Linked DNA regions of Gossypium raimondii: region 2 is linked to region 1. A link is a contact called in public Hi-C data. All regions are on one chromosome and are shown on one strand. Each heading gives the region's core, a stretch centred on a gene start, on an enhancer-like site or on the middle of the called end of the contact. The rest is flanking DNA. Distances are from core to core; before and after follow the strand shown. Region 1 holds the start of LOC105798640 (beta-glucosidase 44). Region 2 holds the start of LOC105798633 (probable serine/threonine-protein kinase SIS8).

Region 1 (5,725 bases), core at 2,349-4,848:
GGGTAGAGTAATCAACATACACAATGCCAAACCTTGAAGTGTAGCCTAATCTCCATTCAAAATTGTCCAGCAATGACCATGCAAAGTAGCCAATAACGTTTGCTCCGTTGTCGACTGCCTTTTTCAGTTGAGTCAGGTAAGCCTTGTAGTAGTTCATCCTTGTAGTGTCATGCAATCCTTGAGCAAGTGTCACGTTCCCTGGATCATCCATGCCTATAGAACCAAAAAAAAAAAAAAAAAAAGAGAAAGAAAAGAAACACTAACCATATGAGATTCAAATCAACAGTACACTATGAAATTTAATTAAGTTAAACTAAATCATACCATTCTCAGACAAAATTACAGTTGGATTCCCATACTTTTCCTTTATATACATCAAACATTTGTATAATCCCCAAGGTACATTGTAGAGCCAAGGAGAATATGCCTGCAAGCAATAAGATAATCATATCAAATGAATTCAACACCTATTCTGCGGGAGCCAATATCCCCAATGTGATTTCTCCTAGACTTACTCTTGGACCAATTGCCACTCCTCTTTTTGCATCTGCACAGATGACAACAGTTCAAGCCTTAGAGCATATGCATTAGGATAAAACTAATTGCATTTCCAAACAACAAGCCGAGTGTCTTACAAGCAAATCCAGCATTCCAATCTTGCTGATAGCCTGGAACTTTTGGTTTAGACTGATGTGGGTCATATATATAGTAAGTAGTATACTGGTTAATGCCCACAAAGTCAAATGATCCTTTCACCATCTTCACCTCTTCTTTTGTGAACTTGGGTAGCCTGTTGCCCGCGATCACTTGCATTGTTCTTGGATACTCTCCATATACAAGGGGATGGATAAACCTGAACAAGTGCAAAAGGCAGTATATTACAAATTCATTGAAATATATAGCAATGATCTGAAATCTGTAATTTTCTTTTGTGCTTTTTATTGCTCTTTAATGCAATGATATATGAGATTACAAGTTTTGGTTCTTCCATGTCAAGAATGAAGGGACATGGTCACACTTATTGCTCTTTGAGCTAAATATGTATATCTTGCTATTTAGACCCTTACCATCCAACATGAAAGTCTATTGCTCTTTGAGCCGCATATCTGTCAGCTTTTGATCTAGTAAGAGGTTCGTACCAAACAAAATCCAAGAGAATTCCAATCCTTCCCTTTTGTTTTTGCTGAAAATGCATGCATTTGTCAGTCAAGATTAAGCATTCGATGTGCTCTAACGGTTCAAAGCAGAGATACCAAATCATTCATCCTATCTTATTAGCAAAACAATGGCTCTTACTTGGTACTTTTCGCGGTATATCTGTGCCGCAGCTGCATGGGCTAAAATCAAATGATGTGTTACGATGTAAGGCTCGGTTCCGGAATTGCCCGCCGTACAATATCCATATGGTTTGGAGCATCTTCCAGGAGCAAAGAAGCCATTATCATAGCCGAGTGCAGCAACTACTCTGGGTTCATTGAATGTCGTCCACTGCTTCACCCTGTCTCCATAGGTCTTGAAACAAAAGTCCGCAAAATCAGCAAAATCTTTCCTGAAAATCATAGAGTATTTATCAAAATTTTAGTCATATTATTAGGTTAATATGTAATAGCTTAAAACTACAAATCCAGAAATCCTAGTTCCACTACTGAGCAAAATGAAAAACTCCATAAAATATACAGGAATAAAGAAAAATGAATGATTTTAAATATTAAATTCAGAAATATTAATAAATTTAAAAAATCTTTAAAATGAGAATATAATTAAATGTATGACATGATGGTTCATACACTGATTGGTAACTCAACCACCCCATGTATTTCTTCTCAAGTGCTTCGGGAAAATCATAGTGATTAAGATTGACATAAGGAATGATGCCTGCAAAGTAAGTCCAAATATATTAGATATTTATAATGATTATTAGGTATCTCTTTATATTGTTTCAATACTAAACCAAAATTACCTCTTTTTAGCAAGTAGTTGATTAGGTTGTTGTAGTATTCAACTCCCTTCCAGTTTACCTTCCCAGTCCCATCTAAGTACAACAAAATGATGAAAAATTAAATTTATTCCCTGTCATGAAAACTTATGTTATTATATGGTAAAAGTACCATAAAGGTCCCTATACTAGTAGTCAAATTGCATTTTACCTTTTTTACTTAAAAAATAGACAAATTAGTCCGTGTACGTTATATCAAAGAGTAAATTTATCTTTTTCGTAAAAAATTTCATCCTTTTATACTATTAAAAACTTGAATGACTAACAGAACAACAAGGCAGTGATGCTCGGTGTATCTCATGTTGATGTACATGGACCGACTTTTAATAGTAGAAATGGATGAAATTTTTAACAAAAAGACCAATTTACTCTCTGATCTAATATACAAAGACTAATTTGCTCATTTTTTGAGTAAAAAGATTAAAATACAATTCAATTCTTAGTACAAGGACCTCTATGATACTTTTACCATTATTATATACAGGCGGATGAATTAAAACACCTGGGAAAATTCTGGTCCACGAGATGGAGAATCTATATGCATCAAAATTCAGTTTTGACATAAGATCCACATCTTCCTGTTAACAAATATTCACATTTCACATTACAACTCAACAAATGTTTTGCTGGTAGAACCATTTAAAGATGGAATTAAAAATTAGTAACCAAAAGCATTTAGCTTTCAATGTTTGTGCATATAATACAAAGTTTTCAAGTAAATTATTTCCTCCGGGTGAAGGTGTAGGTGGGTAAAAATGTTTAACAGAGTACCTTGTAGCGATGGTATTGGTCCACGGTCACATCAGCCGTGCCATTATTAGCAACAATCCCTGGTTTTTACGAGTACAAACTCATCAATAATTATCAAATTTCTTTTCATTAGGATATTCTTTTTTCCAAGTTAATTTCTGAGCTTCCTAAACATTTTTCAAGTTAAGATCTATATTTGAAAATTATTCAAGAGACTAAGTTAATTTCTGATATATCTTTAGAAAATATATGACAAAAAGTCTAAACCTCTTAATAATTAACTTAAATAAATTTAAACAAAACCATACTTAATTTACATTAGAAATTCAGTTGATTTGAGTATGTAAATAGATACATAGTAAAAAGCTCAAGCAAAATACCGGGAGTTTTGATGAAGACGTCCCAAATGCTGGGGCCACGACCATCACCATGAGTCATGCCTTCAACTTGAAAAGCCGATGCTGCTGTTCCGAACAGAAACCCCTTCGGAAAAGCCTCTCTGCTCAGCCCTCCCGTATCAAACTTCACCGTCTCCGGCTGCTCAGTGGCCGCTGCGCCGTGGATGCAAATGATGAGGGCCACCCACCAATGCATTTGGACTCTCATTTTCTACAAGCTGTTGCAGTAGAAGAAAATAGTGAGAGAGAAAGAAAAGACAGTGACTGAAGTCTACTGACTGAAGAGTGTAAGGAGGAGCCACAATTATTTATACATAAAAACTAGGTATAAATTAAACGGATTTGCTACTGCAACTTATCTTCAATGCATGCACTTTTCCTTTTTAAAATCTAATTTCTACTAAAGGGGGGAGTTCAAGGATAAGTTAGCGTTTACGGGATGGGAACAGATATTTTTATCAAAATTAAAAATTTCCTAAATAAAATACCCCACAAGATGTTCCAAAATAGAACAAATTTTAAAAGAGGGAGGGAAAATCGATTTTCCCAAAATTGATTTCAATGTTTTTCAATAAATTTACTAATCTCAAAAGAATTTTTCTAGGAAAAAACAAAAATAAAATGTGATTGGTGTTTGACACAGTCAACAAGTCAAGTCAAGTATCTATTATACAAGTCAATAAAATAATGTAAGAAGTAAAATTTATGTAAATAAATCGATTTGGCGCAGCGCAATTTTTAGGTGTTTATACTCTTTAAAATTTTAAATTTTCCCTTTACTTTATATAAAATTTTAAAGTATAATTTTTTTTCATATTTTAAATAAAAATTGAAAATTATATTTTTAAATAAAATTATGAAAAAAATCATTTCCTATGGTTTGCGAATCAACTAATTTTTTACCTCTCACCGTACTAATACACCAACTAGTTTCAAGTTTGATTGGTGGGTCTAGTCCGGTTTAGATAACATTGAATTTTAGATTTTTTTTAATTTTTAAAATCATTTTATATTTTATATTGCAAAATTTTAAAGAGTTTTTATTTTTGTAACTTCTTATTTTTAAAATAATATTTTTTATTATTTGTGATTGACACTTGTTACTATTTTTTTGTTTTTTTTCCTAAAAAATTTATTCCTTCAAAATTTGTTTTATTGTGGAACATATTGTGGAGGGTTTTATATTGGAAATTTTAAAATATTTTTATTCTTTTTGGTGAAAAATCTCACATTTGTCTCACCTAAATTGAGGTATAATAGACGTGGCATACTCTTGAGGTAGAATCTAATGAATTTGTAAGACTACCACTAAGCAACTAAATGAAATAAACTAAATATCTTTTTAAGAAATACAAAATCATAACATCTTGAACATTCAAAGTCTAAAATTGTCAGTATTTGAATATCTTGCATTCACGAGAACTTGTAAAATATTAAAAGAAAGAATGAGCACAATTACTAAGTAATCGATATTCCCTTCAATTGGGTTAAACAATCATAAAAAACAGTTAGGCCAAAATGTTAGATTAAAGTCGAGTATAACAAAATTTTCCTAATCCATTGTAATTCAAAATCAAATTTCATATTGTAAACATGTATAAACCATAATTCATCTCCTTTAACAAGTTATGGCCAACGTCACCCGGATGTCCAAAATAAGAAATCATAATTATCCTAGTTACATGGGTCAAAAACCACAATTATCTCGATTAAAATCAATTTATAAGAAAAGAAAACATGTTGGCATACCCAATGATTAACCCTCATTGGTGGGATTGAAATAGAATGTATTAGAAGCAAATTCGGTAATATAAAAAAAAGTAAATTCCCCATCATGTATCTTAAATGCACAAAAACATATTCAATGTTTTATCTAATAACATGTTTCTTAAAATATATTCTATATACCAAAACACAATTCAATAGCATACTTCTCAAAAATATATCATGTAAATAAATGAAAGCATAAATGATGGAATTTATTAAAGTCAATTCAATCAAGCAGTCAATTTTCAAGTACAAAAGATTAGTTAACTTACGACAAATTTTTGGATGGGATCTAGGCTTTTATGGGCTAAGATGTCTACATAGAGTTCAAATAGTTATTTCTTAACTTTGAAACACACTTTGAATCACTTGATTTCAAGTTTGGGAGCTCAAGTTATGACTGTTTTAGTAAATACTACATGAGCAAAATTTATGGAGAGGATTATTATTAAAAATTACGAGTTTTAGGCTTTAATTTGAGCTTAAATTATTATATATGAGCCTGATTATTGTATATATTAGGTTTTATCATTATTTATTTGAATTTTAGGATATTTTAAGCATTTAAAGTTGTAAGTTTTATGTTTATTAGTCAATAAGAAAGTGTAGTTCTACTAAAACCACTTATTGTTTATATTAATTAGAGTTTTATTATACTTAAGAGTTTTATTTTTTTATGTAATTAGCTACCCTATATAAATGTCTTTTCATTATTCATTATACACATACATTGATTCATAAATTTTAACTCTTTGAGTTATTTATCTTCGTTAAATTTCTCTTTTATTTATTTTAGAATTAGGTTTTCTTAGTT
Region 2 (5,725 bases), core at 1,436-3,935, 320 kb after region 1:
GAAGCTCGTAAAAAACCCCAAGAAACATCATTGTATTTGGAAGAAAACTTTGTGATCTCGTAGATTTTTTTGTAATTCTTGGAATGTATGGATTATAATTGTAATTGAGTTTATACTCATAATTATATGGATAATCTTTTAAAAGAAAAAATTATTAAACACACACCTCTATATTTTCTCTATGACAATTATAACAAATATTCTTTTAATGACAACTAAATATATTTTTAATAAAAACCTATCTAAAATAGTTAATTTAGAATTTAGGTCTTTACGTGTCATGCATTTAGAATTTAGTCTTTTCATTTTTATTTTCAAGAATTTAATCCCTCTACTTTTTGGATTTTCAAATTATATATAACCACCCAACATTTTAATTAAAAGTTAATATAAAATATTTGAACTAATTAATAACATTATAAAAATATAGAGAGCAAATAATATTAGAAATTAAAATTTCAATTTTAAACATATTAAAGGAACTAAAATAAAAGAATTATCCATTTTATAAAACGCAATAAAGAACATGGGGGCGTGCGCCAAGCATAACAAAAAGACTTTGGACTTTCCTTTAATATACAACTAATTTTACATTTAAATTAATTTTTTATTCGCGTGATACGTGTGTATTAATTAAAAGATATTTAAAATTTTAAATTCACCCTTACCATAAGCCTATATTATATTTTTAAAAATTTATTGAATCAATCCATTTTATATTTAAAACAATTACCTTCAAAATCTAATATAGTATAATAACATTGGACATTTCTTCAATTCTTAATTAAATTCAATTTCAATGTCAATCTCAATCAGTCAAAATAATTAAATATTGTTTCTAAAATTCAACATTGAATCATCAACAATTTTTAGATTGGATTGGTGATCGGACCAGTTAGGTTACCGATTTGTCGATCCGATCAATTCAATTCAATCGATTTGTACCAGTTCCCAGTTTAATCGATTTAAAGTCATTCTTCGAACCAATACCTCAATCGGTTCTTGATCCAATCGATCTGATCAACCGGTCCAGTTCGATTCAAACAACATTGATTTTAGCTGCATTTTTTTTATACATTGAAATGATTAAATATTTTTAAAATATAAACTTAAGTATGTATATGTGTATATATTAAGTATATAAAATATTTATTTGATAAGTAGAGTTTTAATTTATATCAAATTTCTTTTATAAGGGTTATTAGATGTATTAGATAAATTCTTACAAAGTACATTTGATTCTAATTTTATTATTACAAAAGTTTTGATTGTAGTTCACTCAAAACAAGATATTTAGATAAATTTTGATTAACAATTGTTGTTAGTCTCTATACTTGGATAAAATTTAAAATTTAGTTTCTATACTTAAGAGGTTAAAATTAAGTCTTTTATTTTTATTTTTAAAATTTCAGTTCAATCATTAACATTCTTAGTACTTTTTGTCAAAATTTGTCAAGTTGGCATATTGATTAGACCGTCTTCAGTATAACGTTGAATATGATTGACAAAAATTAAACATGTAAAGTTGACAAATTTTGACAGAAATTATAAATAATGATAATGGTTGGACTATAATTTTAGCTTTTAAAGTATAGGGACTAAATTTTAAATTCTAGATAAGTATAGATACTAATAGCATATTTTAACCTTAAAATTTTACCAAAAATAAAAAACTTTACAAAAGCGGCCGTAATTTGTAATTGCCTTACGGAAGGTGTATTCCATTGCAGTAAATTTCATGGGAATAGAAGTTAGAACAACTTTTTGTCTTCAAACTTGGTATCGAATAGAAGCTGACAAAACGAAAACCACATTAAAAATAGGCAGAAGAAACCCAAAACCAAACAATATAATTAAAAGCTAAAAAGAAAAAGTATAATAACTTTTTTAATCCTCTAATTTTATAAAAAAATTATTTTAGTCCTTTATTTAATTTTTTTATCATTTTTAATCCTTTAAATTTGCTCTGTTTGTTAAATCACTCAAAATAGATGAAAATAATAATGTTTGTTAATTTTGTTGACTGTATACACATGAATTACCACTTGATGCCACGTTAATAATTTATGAATTCTTTAAATTTTAAAAATAAAAATAAAAATTACAAAAGAATAATTTTAAAATTTTAAAATTAATTAATTGTTGATGTGTCAAAAGTTAATAACTTTTTCATCTATTTTAGAATGATCGGATAATCAAGGTAAGTTTAAAAGATTAAAAAATAAAAATATTAAATGAAAACTAAAATAATTTTTTTACAAAATTAAAGTAACAAATAATTAATCACCACAAAGAAAAGAAAAAAAGCATCAGCAAGTCATTGAAATGAAGTTCATGGTTAAATATGATTCCATTAACCTCAAATTTCCAACTCATCATGCCACCACCTTCCAAGTTGTAAGCAGAGTTTGGGGACGACAAGAATATAGAGAGAGAGAGAAAGAAAGAAACAAAAGAAATAAAAAGAAAGTATTTTTGCCACCAAAAACTGGAAAACTTTTTTTCCTTTTTCATTTGGGACATCGAAAATCCTTGTTGGCCTTTGCCTCTATAAATCAAGTGGGTCAGAGTTTGTTGTTGTTTTCCGAGGGGTCCTACAATCCCACTTGTTAGTCCTTTGCTCCTTCTCTCTCTCTCTCTCTCTCTCTCTACCCTCTGTTTAGTGTTTACCTTCACTTGTTGTTTTTAAATATATATATTTTCCAAACTACTCCCCTTTTCTATGCTTTCTTCTCTACTATCTATATCCGAAAAAGGAAGATCCATTCTTTTTCTTAATCTGGGTATTGGAATTTTTTGTTGTTTTTTATTTAGTTGTTGAAGTTGAAAGAAACTGTTTGCTTCTTTGTATGCTGTTAAACTCTTTTTCCCTTTTTTTTTGGTGGATTTCTTTGTATGAGGAAAGTGGGGGTGTTTTCTTTGAACTGAAGTATCTGGGCCTTTCTGATATTTGACTAACTTTGCTTGGTTGTTTTGTGATTATGGTGGTTTTGGATTTTGGATTTGATGGGTTGATTTTTTGGGAAATCTCGAGAGGTAGAAGGTAATTGGGTTTTTAAGAAAAAGGGGTTCTTAAATTTGTTTTTGGACTAGTTTAAACTTTAGATTTCATGCTTGGTCCAAGACAATGGAGATGTTTATGGCCAGATTTTTATTTCTTTAGCATTGGCTGCTATATCTTAGTGAAATAATATGAAGAACTTCCTCAAGAAACTGCATATGATGTCTAATCAATCGGAAGATGTACAAGGGTCAACTTCATCGAAGAGTAACAAGTCCAGTGATGTATCATCATCTAGTGATAGGCCTTTACAGTCAAGGCCTCATCATAGTCCTGACAACAATAAACCATTATCTGTTCTTTCCAATTGGTTAAATTCAGTTGCTAATAGAAAAAGTCCCAGTCCACCATCTTCTTCAAATGTGAAGAGGGAGGAAACTATGGAACCTGCTGATTTAGCTACTACTAGTGCTTTAGAGGCTGCTTTGGATGCAGTAAGGCGTGATTCAGGGTCTAGTAACTCAAGGGATCCTGATGTAGAAGAGGAATATCAGATACAATTGGCTTTGGAGTTGAGTGCCAGAGAGGATCCTGAGGCAACTCAGATTGAAGCTGTTAAGCAAATTAGTTTAGGCTCTTGTGCTCCAGAGAATACCCCAGCTGAAGTTATTGCATATAGATATTGGGTATGTTTCCCTCTTCATTCCCCACTTTAATCTAATTATCTCGGTTGAGTTTAAGCAATTTATCCAAGTATATACTATAGGTTTAGCTTTAGCCAACTGTTTTGCATTGCATGAAATGTATATTATCTTTTCTCCTTAATTTATTTATATTTCTTTTCTGTTTCATCTTGAACTGCATGTAAACTTTATTTCGTAAATTGGAAAAGTTTGGCATATGAATTTCTGGCATGAAGGTAATTTATGCTTTAAGGGGAGAAATACTTTCAAAACCAAATCCAATAATGTTCTGAGGAGGGGTCTGCCTTGCGCTTGTGGTGATTGTGAGTCGTGATCCTTTTCATTTTTTCATTCCACTAAGAAATATGATTATAAATAGCATCATCAAAGCTTAAGCAAAGTTTCCAAATTCCCTATTAGTGCTGCTTTACATTTATCATCTTCCCAATAGAAAGGCAGTATTGTTGCTCAAGTCACTGATGACAACCTTTTGCTAGAGTTGGTAAAATGTTGGTAGAAGGCTTACATTGAAACTAGGTATATGCTGGCAAAAGTCTAGGGACATCTAGTTTCATAATCTTCGATTTTGATGGCTTTTTTTGAGGAATTAGTATGAGGGTTTTTCATTTTGGCTAGTTGTTTATTTCTTGTCTGTTGTTTAATCTTATTGGACTTGAATTTATCCCCTTTAGATCTAGCCTCGAGGTTTATTTAAATCATTGTCTGACATTCTGTTCTTTTAAGTGTAAAGTCCATAGTCCATTTATTTCTTATCTTCAGCTAACATAGTCATAAACTGAAGTTGGTCTTTTAGATAAAGCTCTTTTGTAAATTTTTCATTGCTGCTTCTTAGTTGAATGGACATACTAAATTATATTTGTAAGCTCATGGATCCTTTCAATCCATTGAGAAAAGCATATGTTTTGAGACTTTCACTGTAATAGTCTGGTTTATGGTTTACACTGAACTCATGAACTTTGCTTATTTTGTTATTCTTCCAAGAAATTAAATGTGCAAGTCGAGCAATTAGAGGGTTGAATCAAATCTCGGTCTTTCTGTTTTCGAGTTGCTTTAGATTTAGGTAATCTTGGGTTTGGAATTTTGAATTTGATATTTTTGGGGGTTTGGTTCAAGCTGTTGATTTTTTTTAATTTTATTTTTTAGGATTCAAATTCAATTAGATTTGGATTAATCTTTTAAATCAAGGAAGATTTTATCAACTGTTGTTAGATTATTCCAGGTCATATTTTAGTGAACTTGTGGTGTACTCCAAAATTTGATTTTTGATGTCATATAAATAAGATATTCATGGCGCTAAATATTTTAAGTGATTCTCGGTAATTATGGTTTTAACTTATATACAAAGGTCATCTATAACTCCAAAAGTCAGAAGTGGTTTAATTGCTTTTCTGAATCGTTAGAATTTTATTGAGTGTTAAAAAAAAAACTAGTTGAACATTGGATTATTAGATTCTCCATGTTTAAGAAAAAAGAAGTTATGGCTAAATTTGCTAATGTATCATTTTGGATTTTCTGAATATCTACTTTTGATTGCTAGATTCCTTCCCACTTCCAAGTTAGCTTTCTGGGGTTTATTTGCTATATGTTTATTCCTTGCTAACCCAGCTCATATCGTAGATTTGTCCGTGCTTCACAGAATTATAATTCCCTTGATTATGATGACAAGATCCTGGATGGCTTTTATGACCTGTATGGAATTCTAACTGAATCCACTTCAGAAAGAATGCCTTCACTTCTTGTTCTGCAAGGGAAGTTGGTGTCGGACAATGTCTCTCAGGAAGCAGTTTTGGTCAATAGGGCTTTTGATGCAAATTTGTTGAAACTTGAACGAAAAGCACTAGCGATGACTGCAAAGTTAAGATCAGAACCTTTGGCTTTTGTAAGCAGCAATCTGGTGCAAAAACTTGCAGTTCTAGTTTCTGATTATATGGGTGGACCTGTTGCGGATCCAGACAATATGTCACGAGCCTGGAGAAGTCTTAGTTACAGTTTAAAAGCTACCCTGGGCAGCATGGTTTTG

The links. Hi-C and Micro-C count contacts between places; a contact is called where the count stands out from the background.
Region 2: a contact with region 1 is called in a Hi-C map of leaf, with 2.9 times the contacts expected there. The contact joins the promoter of LOC105798633 here to the promoter of LOC105798640 in region 1. A contact is called at or near these places in 2 of 2 Hi-C or Micro-C datasets (both in leaf).

Annotation. Positions count from the first base shown.
Region 1 is chr9:23,676,293-23,682,017 of ASM2569854v1, forward strand. It overlaps LOC105798640 (beta-glucosidase 44), which reads right to left and starts at 3,599. Exons shown (of 12, transcript XM_052620860.1): 1 at 3,459-3,599; 2 at 3,127-3,362; 3 at 2,768-2,826; 4 at 2,499-2,574; 5 at 1,961-2,032; 6 at 1,788-1,875; 7 at 1,297-1,549; 8 at 1,068-1,183; 9 at 636-853; 10 at 516-547; 11 at 325-427; 12 at 1-213. The coding sequence starts at 3,352.
Region 2 is chr9:23,993,615-23,999,339 of ASM2569854v1, forward strand. It overlaps LOC105798633 (probable serine/threonine-protein kinase SIS8), which reads left to right and starts at 2,686. Exons shown (of 13, transcript XM_012628761.2): 1 at 2,686-3,687; 2 at 5,342-5,725. The coding sequence starts at 3,193.